Regions from separate parts of the Triticum aestivum genome. Here region 2 is linked to region 1. Evidence: chromatin contacts called from public Hi-C data. All regions are on one chromosome and are shown on one strand. Each heading gives the region's core, a stretch centred on a gene start, on an enhancer-like site or on the middle of the called end of the contact. The rest is flanking DNA. Distances are from core to core; before and after follow the strand shown.

Evidence for each region. A called contact is a pair of places that touch in the nucleus more often than the background predicts.
Region 2: a contact with region 1 is called in a Hi-C map of leaf, with 4 times the contacts expected there. The contact joins the promoter of LOC123051092 here to the promoter of LOC123051086 in region 1. A contact is called at or near these places in 2 of 5 Hi-C or Micro-C datasets (both in leaf).

The regions. Positions count from the first base shown.
Region 1 is chr2D:12,911,259-12,916,794 of IWGSC CS RefSeq v2.1, forward strand. It overlaps LOC123051086 (nuclear pore complex protein Nup153), which reads left to right and starts at 2,323. Exons shown (of 7, transcript XM_044473851.1): 1 at 2,323-2,676; 2 at 3,540-3,904; 3 at 4,490-4,568; 4 at 5,263-5,354; 5 at 5,440-5,536. The coding sequence starts at 2,475. It overlaps LOC123051085 (ATP sulfurylase 2), which reads left to right. Exons shown (of 5, transcript XM_044473850.1): 2 at 1-255; 3 at 334-594; 4 at 801-887; 5 at 991-1,609. The coding sequence ends at 1,125.
Region 2 is chr2D:13,091,098-13,096,989 of IWGSC CS RefSeq v2.1, forward strand. It overlaps LOC123051092, which reads right to left and starts at 1,377. Exons shown (of 9, transcript XM_044473861.1): 1 at 1,135-1,377; 2 at 473-588; 3 at 203-375. The coding sequence starts at 1,297. LOC123051093 (nicotianamine synthase-like 5 protein) reads right to left here and starts at 5,054. Exons shown (of 2, transcript XM_044473866.1): 1 at 4,690-5,054; 2 at 2,913-4,141. The coding sequence starts at 4,101. The coding sequence ends at 3,241.

The sequences.
Region 1 (5,536 bases), core at 1,073-3,572:
AACGATGGCCTTGACCATTACAGGCTTTCACCCCAGCAACTTAGGGACGAATTCGACAAGCGTGGGGCTGATGCTGTATTTGCATTCCAGTTGAGAAACCCAGTCCACAATGGGCATGCACTGTTGATGAATGACACTAGAAGGCGTCTCTTGGAAATGGGTTTCAAGAATCCCATTCTACTGCTACACCCCTTGGGTGGTTTTACAAAAGCTGATGATGTCCCGCTGCCTGTTAGAATGGAACAACACAGCAAGGTAATAATTTTGTTTACACAGATTATTTACCAGTTGGGATAATGCAAAATGCAAACCTTAAGTCCTACTGCATGACAGGTCTTAGAAGATGGAGTCCTTGACCCCGAGACCACTATCGTGTCTATATTTCCCTCCCCAATGCATTATGCTGGTCCAGCAGAAGTGCAGTGGCATGCAAAGGCACGAATTAACGCCGGTGCTAATTTCTACATAGTGGGTCGTGATCCAGCTGGGATGGGCCATCCGACAGAGAAGAGAGATCTGTACAACCCAGACCATGGGAAGAAGGTCCTAAGCATGGCCCCCGGTCTGGAGAAACTCAACATATTGCCCTTCAAGGTATTTGATGCACATAATACTCCTTCCATGTTTATTGTCAAAGTCATCCGGTTTTTCTTTTGTTGGATAATTCAGCAATTGTTCCCACTTTTGAATGTGTTATGCCCTGTAGACTTGTTCAGCATTTCATCATCTCTTGGGTGTGTTACTCATTCGTATCTCTTGCCACTTCCTGTTATAGTTACATACATTTTGATGTGATCCAGGTAGCAGCATATGATACGGTGGCCAAGAAGATGGCTTTCTTTGAACCTTCACGCAGTCAAGATTTTCTGTTCATCTCAGGAACCAAGGTAAGCGTTTCTATCACATTTATTTGTCAGCAGACCAATGGTCCATGCTAGCAAACTGGAGACTAGTGTCTGCTGCTAACAACTGACCCTACAAATTAATCAGATGCGCACTTTCGCCAAAACTGGAGAGAACCCTCCTGATGGTTTCATGTGCCCTGGTGGGTGGAAGGTTCTTGTTGACTACTACAATAGCTTGCAAACTGAAGGAGCTACCGCCCCCGCCGCTGCTACTGTATGAGACAAGCTGCTGCATGGCTTTGAGATCATTTGTTCGCCGGCCAGAAATGGTGAATGCAGGGGATTTTAAAACCGTTCCTTCTTTTTTTCCGCCCTTTCTTTTAAGTTTTTTTGTAGGTTGCTAGTTTATTGATGCCATCAGATCCTCCAATTGTTCAAATTTTTTCTTTCAAAATAGAAAGAAAGATTTTGAAGCTTGGCACTGGAACTCAAAACTGTTAACAGATTGAGCGGTCGCAAATTCTGTTATTATCCTGTGATGACTCTGACAGTCCAACTAGCCAATAAAGAAGTTCATTGCAACTGTGGGAGCTCATCCAAGATCAGACTGCAATTAATATCCATATTATGACACAACGGAGTGGCAGAGTTGGCATTACGGTGGATTATTAGATGATGACAGTCCAACTTATCAATTTAGTTTTTGTACTATATTCGACAAAGCCTCCCGATTCAGGATTTAAACAAAGAAATACTTATAATTATCAAAGAATCTGCAAATAAGTTTTAGTAAGTGGTGGCATCAGGCCATTATCGGAAAGTTTGTTGGAGTGTAACCAAGGACATGTTTGGTTGGCATCCATGCCTTGTCACACTTTTCTATCAAAGTGCGGAAAAGTGTTTGGTTGTATCCACAGTCATAGCATGCCACACTTTCTTAGTCACATACGCCGCTTGCTATAGACTCTGTTGCTAACCAACTTTTGCCACGACCAATTTTGCCACCACAAAACTTGTGGCATAAAAAGTGTGGCAAAATGCGTAGGGCAACCAAACATGTCCGGCACCGGCGCTTGTTCAATCGTCGGACATGTTGGGTTGTGCCGGCAAAAGAAGTCGGCGAAAAATATTATCTTGCGATTTACTCCCTCTGTAAATTAATATTATCTTGGAAGTGCGCAGAGGGAGTCCTTTTGAAGCCTCTACACAAGAAAAAGGGAGAAAATAGATTGTCAACCCGACAGCCGGTCCCAGAGACAAAATAATGCTAATACTTGAAATTACGAAAAGATAAGGAATTTGAATTTGAAACCTTGACCCGAGCAACCTGTACAAAATCCTGCTCTCTAAACTTAAAAAAAAAAACAAAAAGTTTGGGGTAATTTTTTTTTACAGATTTGACTGAAGGAAAAGGGAAATTCACACGGGCGAGGCCGGAGAGGGACAGGGGCAAAGAGTAGGGAGAAAGAATATACCTTTGCCATCTCCCCGGATCCCTTCCGTGCTCTGCTGCCACCCCCAAATCTCCTCCCCACTCCCGAATCAAATCCCCCGTCACCTCCGCCACCACCCCACCCCACCTATCCCCACCGCCGGCGCGAGCACGGGAGCGCGAGCGCGAGCGGAGCGATGGCCGGCGCGGGATCCTCGTCGGGCGGCTCGGGCGGCGGCGGGGGGAGGGAGGGCGACTGGGACTGCGGCGGCTGCGGCAACCGCAACTACGCCTTCCGCTCCCTCTGCAACCGCTGCAAGCAGCCGCGCCTCCTCGTCGACCCCAACACCCCGCGCGACTCCAAGTGGCTCCCCCGCGCCGGCGACTGGATCTGCAACGGTACGGCCCCCAACACCCCACACCTCGCCTCTAGTTTCTGCTGTTCCCCATCTAGGCTTATGTAGAGCTGAAATCAAGTGGAGAGGGAAACCTATCAGGCTGGTAGAGCTAGCCTGGAGGTGGCGTAGGCTCGAGATGTGTTGTATCATGGGCTAGGGTGTGATACGAGATGGGCACCGATGGCTCTCGGGGGCCCTGTTAATTTAAGCTTGTGATCTCTCTCGGCACATTGCATCGGAGGTTTAACCGCTTAATGGTTATAGCATTTATGTTTTGTTTGATTATCTTAATCCTGTTTAGGTGTATTTGGCCTTGTTAGAGCCTATGATCATAGTAATTGCAGTATATGGTTGTGATATAATTCTGGGGTCTGGAGGCTTGGGTAATGAGTTGGTACTCAAAAGTGAATACACGCTATTTAAGCGATTTTTGCTTGTGCCAAATAACATGTGTGGGATGTGGGATCCGTGCTAGTAATTTCTTACCTTTTGTTCTGGAAAATCTTAATTGCTGTTGATGTTTATTTTACTCATTGTATATGTACTCCCTCCGTCCGAAAAAACTTGTCCCAAGCTTGTCCCTCAAATGGATGTATCTAGCACTAACTTGGTGGTAGATACATCCATTTGAGGGACAAGCTTTTCCGGACGGAGGGAGTATGCTTGTAGATGATATTAGAGAAGTACCAGCAGCTTTACTGAGTAAATGACTAGTGTGTGTGTGCTTATTTCTTTTTTTGGGTGTTGTGCGGGATGGCTGGTTGCCTTGGTGTGCGTGTACTTCGGATGTGCGTTGTCGTGCTGCCTGGTGTGGTGGTGGTGGTGGTGGTGGTTGGTTTATGCGGCAAATGGATGAATGAATAGGTTGCAGTAACAATAATTATGCATCCAGAAAGAACTGCAAGAAGTGCAACCTGCCCAAGGAGGAAGCAGCGATGCCGCAGTTATCAATGGGAGGAATGATGCCAGCCTATGCAGATTATATGGCCAGGGTACAGGAGATTGCCAATGCTGGGTATAAGATGAACTTTGGCAATCCAGCTATGCAGCAGCAGCTACTCGCAAACGCAAACTGGCCCTATGGGATGGCTGGTAGATATGGTATGCAATCGTCTGCTTGGCCGTTCGCCGGCAACAGCACAAATCAGTTTCAAGGTGTTCCAAAGGACTGGCGTAGTGGTGACTGGCTCTGCAGCTGTGGATTCCATAACTATTCATCTCGTGCTCAGGTGATCACATGTCTTGTCTGTCATATCTTAATTCTCAATAATGATGGTTGTTGGTAAATATTGTCCTGCCTTCTGAATTGTAATAAGAATGGGCTTTACGTATATTATGCCGATTGTGGCTAACTCTAGTTTAGCCCTGATACTGCACTTATCAGGTCGTCATCATTAGAGCCTTTAATATGTCCGATCTTGTTGCTTTTTTTGTCATCTAATTTCCTTCATCGAATTCTGCATTTATTCTTAAAATTGTTCTTTGTTTACTTGCATATTACACAGATAACTTTCCTCCCCCGTTGTTTGTTGCCTATTTAGGCTCGTTTGGCACTGCAGTGGATTATGATAATCTAGCTTTTCCAACTCGCTTTTTCGTATTTTACTGTTTGGTTAACCAACTTTTTTCTGCTTCGTGGCTAGTTTTTCTGCAGTAGATATAGATTATAAAATAAGTTACGCAACAACATAGTGTAGCAACTTCACACTGAACCTTAGACATGAACTCTAGTTTTGGTTTCTCTGCAGTATGCCTTTTCTACATTGAGTGTACAATGTGATTGACCTTATTCCTTGTTATTTTATCTTTTACAGTGCAAAGAGTGTAATGCACCTGTCCCATCAGGCATGGCCTCTACAACCATGAAATCCACAGGAGCAGATAGTTCTTCAAGTAAGACATCTCTGTTCTAATGTCCTACATTTTTTAAACTTGTACTCTTAACTGATGAAAAAAATACCCCCCCTGAATTCCAGTGATTAGGGAACTATATCTGATATACTTGCCTTTTCAAAAGGTTGTGTTATTCTTTGCCACTAGAAATAGGCTAATTAGTCTAGTAGTACATGCACATTCAAAAGTACTATTTTTCACATGTGATACATCTATCATCTGCCGATTAATGGGTAACTGTAGGCAGATGTTTCTTTGTACAACTTCTCCGTGATCAACACAAGTCGGCAATACTCTCAAAAAGAAGTTGATAATAGCCATATTCTGGTTTTTTGTTATTGTTTTCTGGATCTCTTGGCTTGGCTGCCATAGTGATTTATCTAACCTAGTTCCATAGTTTATTTGCTTAACCACATTATGCATTCTTTCTTGTGTTTTTCATGTAGTATTACAGTGGCCTTGTTGTTACATTTTGTGATTGACAACATGAAGTCCGATAGTTATCCCGAAATCTCTTCTTGTTGTAGCATTAATGATTTATGTAACTTAGTTTTTATCATTTACTTTTACTTAGCCACATTACACATTCTTTCTTGTGCTCATGTAGTATCACAGTGACAAAACTCTCATTACATTTTGCAACTAGGATCAGCATGTACTCTAATAGTTATACTGAAAAATCTTCTTGTTTCAGCATTAGGTAATAAGCGTTTGGCATCAGAGGAGCTTGCTAATGACTGGGATAATAAAAGGCTAAATCCAGGAAATGCTAATTATCCACTTTCAGTATGTACTTGTGGGCCTTTTTACTTGTCATTGCTTGTTTACCTAATTATCACATGACATTGATTAATTTCCAATTTGATTAAAGGCAGCAGGCTCAGATAATTTATTTATGGGTCAAGGTGCTGGAAACAATAATGGCCAGACAACTTATTCTGCATATGACAATGGAAACTCAATGGCAT
Region 2 (5,892 bases), core at 127-2,626, 180 kb after region 1:
GTTCATCTTAACCAATGTTCACTATGGTTCATGTGCCCTAAGGTTCATATCAGCAATTAAACTTCCATACTTCAAAGGATTCAGTTTCCACATGGATGTGGGATCTCAGCCCAAACTGCCCAGCCATCAGGCAGTGACCACAAACTGGAGATTGGTACCAAATCTACTGCATGGAGCCATCATTACAATCACACTTGCTTACCTCAAATCGCCAGGGTAATCATCAGAACGAGATGGAGGAGCGCAGAAAATAACATATGGAGCCTTTTGAGAGATAGTGGATCCCTTCAAGGAGGGAATGATGCCAATATCGGTTAGCTCGCTGTGATGGTCTGTGCTTGCGGTCTGGCCAAAAACTTTGCAGCCTGGGTGTTCCTATAGAAGGCGAGGTTGAGTACTTAATTAGCCAAGACATGATTATGTCAAACAGGTTGATGTCAGAAAGTGGTTCTTTAGGCACGGGTATTCATACCTTTAGCCACTTCTCGGCTACCAGTCGCCCAAGCACACCTGGGCCGACGATGAGTAGATCGTTCTGGGTAACAATGTCGGCACCGGGCATTGTGACCCCTGTATCTTGCGATACCCCTAGCAGCAACAAAGAAGAAAATGTAAAAGGTAGCTTAGTTGCACGCATCGTTGTGGAAAGAACTCGACATCTGGAGATCAAGAGGGTGAACCTAGAGCCTCCATCGGTCATATATATAACTTTCAGCACATAGTAGCTAGATAGCTTAATTTACCAGGTACTGAAATCTGCTACCCTTTGATAAATCGCTCATTCCACCATGACTGAAGGCCATAAATTGCCACATACAGGTCAGGTGAAGTAGCTACTAGCTGATGTCCATCGGCGCTTTATATGAGACAAGCAATAATGCGCGACCTCGGAACCAAACTAGTATAAACTAGTTGATTTCAATGGGATAAAAATAGTCATAGTGATAGCTATAACACTTGTAATTTGGAACTGACAGGAATGAATTTCAGAGGTGGGCACAGCAGCTCAACAGTGTAACTGGAGCGGAGCTGGAAGCGGATTGCTATCCAATGGCACGAGCGAGCGAGTTCATGGAAGGCGGGCAGCGCAAGGAACAGAAAGGGGTAAAAGACAAGGGTCGGCCAGAGAGTTACCGAGGGCGGCGGCGGCGACAGGCGCGCGGCGGGCTAGCGAGAGGAGCCGAGCTGGACGGCCGGCGGTCGGGGTGAGGGGCCTCACGGAGGAGGGGCGGGAGGCGGGGAGACGGAGGGTTGGGGTCCGGGTGGGAACCAGGGCGGCGGCGACGGCGACATCCATATTTGTCGTCGGCCGTCGTGGAGAGCTGGGACGGGGATGGAAATTGGATCGGTTGACGAGGATAATGGTGGCGACTTTGGGTTGGGCCGGGCCGAGTTTCCTGGATGTTGCCATGCCAAAAACGGAACCAGGGCCCATTCGACCAGGTCAGTTGAACTGACTGCCTCAAAAAAAACAACAGTTGAACTGACTGCCTATACATGTACAGTACAATTTTCTCCAAATAATAACAATAATAATAATAATAATATACACTTCCAGAAGGACCAGGTCACCTTTTATTGTAGTACTTGGGAAAGTGCTCCCATGTTTTACACACATGTCATGGACTGGTTGCATTGATCGGTACAAGTATACAAACACAAAAACTAAGATAGCTGCTTGACAGCATTTCATCATCAGTACTAAGGAAACAAATAGCTACATACTGCTACCCCGACTCCTATAACTCCCATCATCTCGACCGTGCTAGAAGGGATTTGCGCGGCTTGAGATGAAGCAGCCGTCGATCAACCTATCCTTTGTCGTGCCGTGCAACATGCTTCCCTTCCCTCTGACTCGGATTCTGCCGGCCGTTCCGGCGTTCCTTCTCACCGGACAATCTTTCCTGACATATGTGTTTTCCACCTTCAGAAGAGCACGGAACCGCCCACAACAAGTCACCTGCAAATAAACAGCTTGAGAGTTGAGTACATAGTCATATTCAAAGTTTCAAACGCTCCAGTCCAAGGATGGCTACTTCAGTTTCTTGCTCAAACATTGATGGGCTGACACAAGCAACTGAGACAAAGCAAAACGCACTGACACGGCATGCATGATTGATTGGCAGGAGATTCGCCCGGACCAGCCCAGCCCGTAGAGAAACACAGACCCGTCTTGCTTGCCTTCGTCCGAGGAATCACCTGCAGGGATCGCTTCCTACTCGAATTCGGCCGCGACAAGAGAGAGCAGCGACGCTCGCTGTCTTGATCATCACGGCCGTGCTCGAGACACGGGAGCCACATGAGACTCCACGCGGCTCGAGGGGAAGCAAACGTGTGCCCATCCATCCTCTGCGTGCTGCCGGGCATGCTTCTTTCAGCTCAGATTCTGCTCTTCATTTTTGCAAAATATTCCAAAAAGATCACAAAACCGCGACAAATCACCTGCAAAGAAACAAAGCAAAAGCTTAGGTACATAAGCTGGGAAATCTTCAGGGTGACAACATACACAAGTGTCCCCCCTCAAGTTGTTAGAGACCAGGGGCCTTCTAAATTCTACCACCTCTGTTTCTAAACTGCCAAAACGTCTTGCACTTAGAAACAGAGGGTGCCTAATGTGAATGTTAATAGCCCCTTGATATAATGGATCATGCTCAAAACTCCATAGTTAACTTTAGTAGAAACAACTACTAATGCTCCCAACATACATCACCAACCAACATCTCTTTAATCTGATGCTTAACTAACCCCAACTTTAGTAAAACAGCTACTCCCAACCAACATCTCTTCAATCTGATGCTTAACTAACCCCCAACGTTTCTTAAAAAAAGCAACAGAAAAATCATCCAGCCCTGGTGTTAAACTGGTTTTCAAACTCCTTATAACATGTCAATCTCATATAATGAACGAGGTTGGAGCAGTAAATCCTAAATAGTTGAATAGGAGATCCCCACTAATCTATTTCTCTCAACATGCAAACATGCATGTGAAAAGATTTTCCATTCTTCTATGCTACTTGTGTCCAATAAATATTTTACAAAACTATACAATAATCAAATACAATAAATCATTTGTATTTTCAGTTTTGATACTGATATTATTAAGCCAAATACTCATGTTACAATCAAACATCGTTGAAACATATTGCAACCAGTATCCGCATCAATGTGCGGGGTATCATCCAGTTATTATCAATGTGAGACACAATTTGCACAGGCAGCCAGGCTCCTCTTTTTTCTTAGTTTAAGCACTCATTTCCTGTGATATCTTCACCTTCCGTGCAACAATGAATGAGTTGAACACCTCATCGCCTGCAGGGTGGTGCACGGCCAGCACTTGGAACCCGCCACGCCCGATATCGTCCAGCTCCACTACAGGATACAGGAACGCTCGCGCCCCGTGGGCGCTTCGCGCGACGAGCACCGCCCCATCTGCCATGTGCTTCCCCAAGTGCGCGATGGCGTCGGCCTTCTCCTCGGACGTCATTCCCACGAGCGCCGCCAGGAAGACCACATCATACGCGCCGAGCTCAGCCGTGAGGTCCGCGACTTCGGCCGTGTGGAACGCCATGCGCGCGCGCACGCCCTCGTCCGCCGCGCCGACCAGCTTCCTCGCCCGGCCATTGGCCACGCTGCACCGGTCGTAGTTGTCGAACCGGGTGTCCGGCAGGTGGTACGTCGCGAGGAAGAGGGAGCTGAACGGCAGCGGTCCCGACCCGATGAACGCCACGTGGGCCGGGGCTGCCACGTGACCGGACAGAAGATCGTGCTCGAGCTTGCTCAGGTTGATGTAGTTGTCAAAGTAAGGGAAGCGGCCGAGGTGGTCGAGCGGGTTGTCCAAGGCGGTGAGCATGTCGGAGTAGTGCGCCTCGAGCAGCCCCTCGGCGGCCGAGCAGAGGCGGATGAGGTCCTGCCGCATCTCCTGTGCCTCCGGGCCGAGCTTGGTCACGTCCACCGGGCTCGACGGGACGCACGCCGCGACCAGCTCAGTGAAGAGCGCGTCGACTTCGGGGGACGGGCTTAGCGACGGGAGCTTGGAGATGGCGGCGTGGAGGCCGGTGATCTTCTCGACCAGAGCAGCCACCTCGCTGTTTTCGGCCTCCATGTCACTTGACTGCCAAGTAGGTATGGCTGGTGTTGTAGTGCTGTTCTGAAAAACAAATGTAGGCTGTAGTGCTATGATGGAGCTGATGCTTGATATAATACGAAGGAAAAAAAAATCAATGGAATTGCAATTGATTGAGCAGTTCGATGAGCTGTGGAGAGTGAGGGGTGGTATGTAGCATGGAAATCGTATGCGTGGCGCGCTTCATGCTTGCACAGACGTGACGGCCTGCTTCGTGCCTCTAATTTCCGACATGCGGCATTGCATCTTGCTGACCAGCTCATGATTTGGTAGCTAGCTTGACGATATACTAAATTTGGAATGAGGGGATAGGTGGGTAAATTTAGTCTCTGGCATGTGCCTACGAGCCAACCTCTGTTGAATATTCACTCGGATCTGAAGAAAAATGGCAGAATAGAGTTGTTCTTTACTAAGATCTACCTAAGTTGAATGTGATTTTCTTTTGTCTAAATCAGTAGATCTAAGCTTAGTCTCTATGTAAATCTCAGTATAGAGACAGTGGACGGTGGGAAACCGACTGAGCTGGCGATGCGGGCACAGAAAAAGCTTCAGTACCACTGGCCTTACCCGTAGCAGCCGGCCGGCCGGCGTCCGCTCCCGCTCCACCGCGAGGCCCCCTTCAGCCTTCCGCGGCCTGACGAGTCTCTCTCCGTCGTGGAGGGGAGGCCGGCGACGTTCCCGGGCCCCCGAAGCGGAGGAGGGCACCGGCTGCGTCCCGGCGGGAACGGGATGACGCTGCCGTCTGCAGCGGGGCAGCGATGGCGAGGATGACGGTGCAGGGAGGCGGCCGGAGCTCCCTCGCGCTGCAGGTGGTGGCCGGAGTTCAGATCGGGAAGGCTTCTTTGGCTGGAGACTGGAGAGAGGAATCGGGGAGAGGAGAAACCGAGCTTGACGACAGGCGCATCGTGTATGTTTTTTCTTTTGATTGAGGGAATATTATTATTCCGGGAGTTGGGCTGGATTATTCTAGAAAGGAGTTGGGCTGGATGGGCTACGCTATGGTTTGCCACAGCCAGCAGCAGCCCGCACAATTCTCAAAATTCTCAACAAAAATAAAGCAGCCGGCACAATTTTGCCAATATGCATGCTATGAGTCTGTGTAAGTGGCATAGAGGAGTGAATTGCATAAAACCACGATTTTGGGGGCTAGGTTTGCGAAAAACACTAGGATACAGTTTCTCTGCAGAAAACACCACATTTTGCGTAATGGTTTTGCAAAAACCACTGATCGGCGGATTTGGCTGCGATAAGTGAGTTTATTGACAGGTGGGGCCTTTTTTTGCCTACATGGCGTAACTTTTTTGCCAGATGGGTTTTAATCTAAAATTACAAACTAGACCCTAGAATTTTACATAAACACACCTAAATCAAAAATGAAAAATGCAATTAGCCCCCTCTTCTCGTTCTGCAGCAGATCGGCGGCGCGTTGTCCGACTTGTCGTCGGCGGAACCGCGCCGGCGACGCCATCGCCCCGAACAGGCGGTCCTTCTCGCAGCAGCTCGACGAGGTCAGCGAGAGGCTCCTGCTCGGCCTCCGCGAGGCGGTGGCAGCACCCGACGGTGGCAGCGCCATGGACAACGACGAGTCCCCGGGGGTCGGCGAGGCGGCTTCTCTGCGGCCATGGAAGGCGCGCACCCGACGACGACGCCGCGCCTTGATGTCGTCCCCCGCGCCCGTCGCGAGCCCTTCGCCCCAGGCGTCGGAGCGCAAGCGGAGGCTGGTCCGTGCCGACGCGCTCGACGGGGCATGGTTCTCCGCGACGCTCTTTG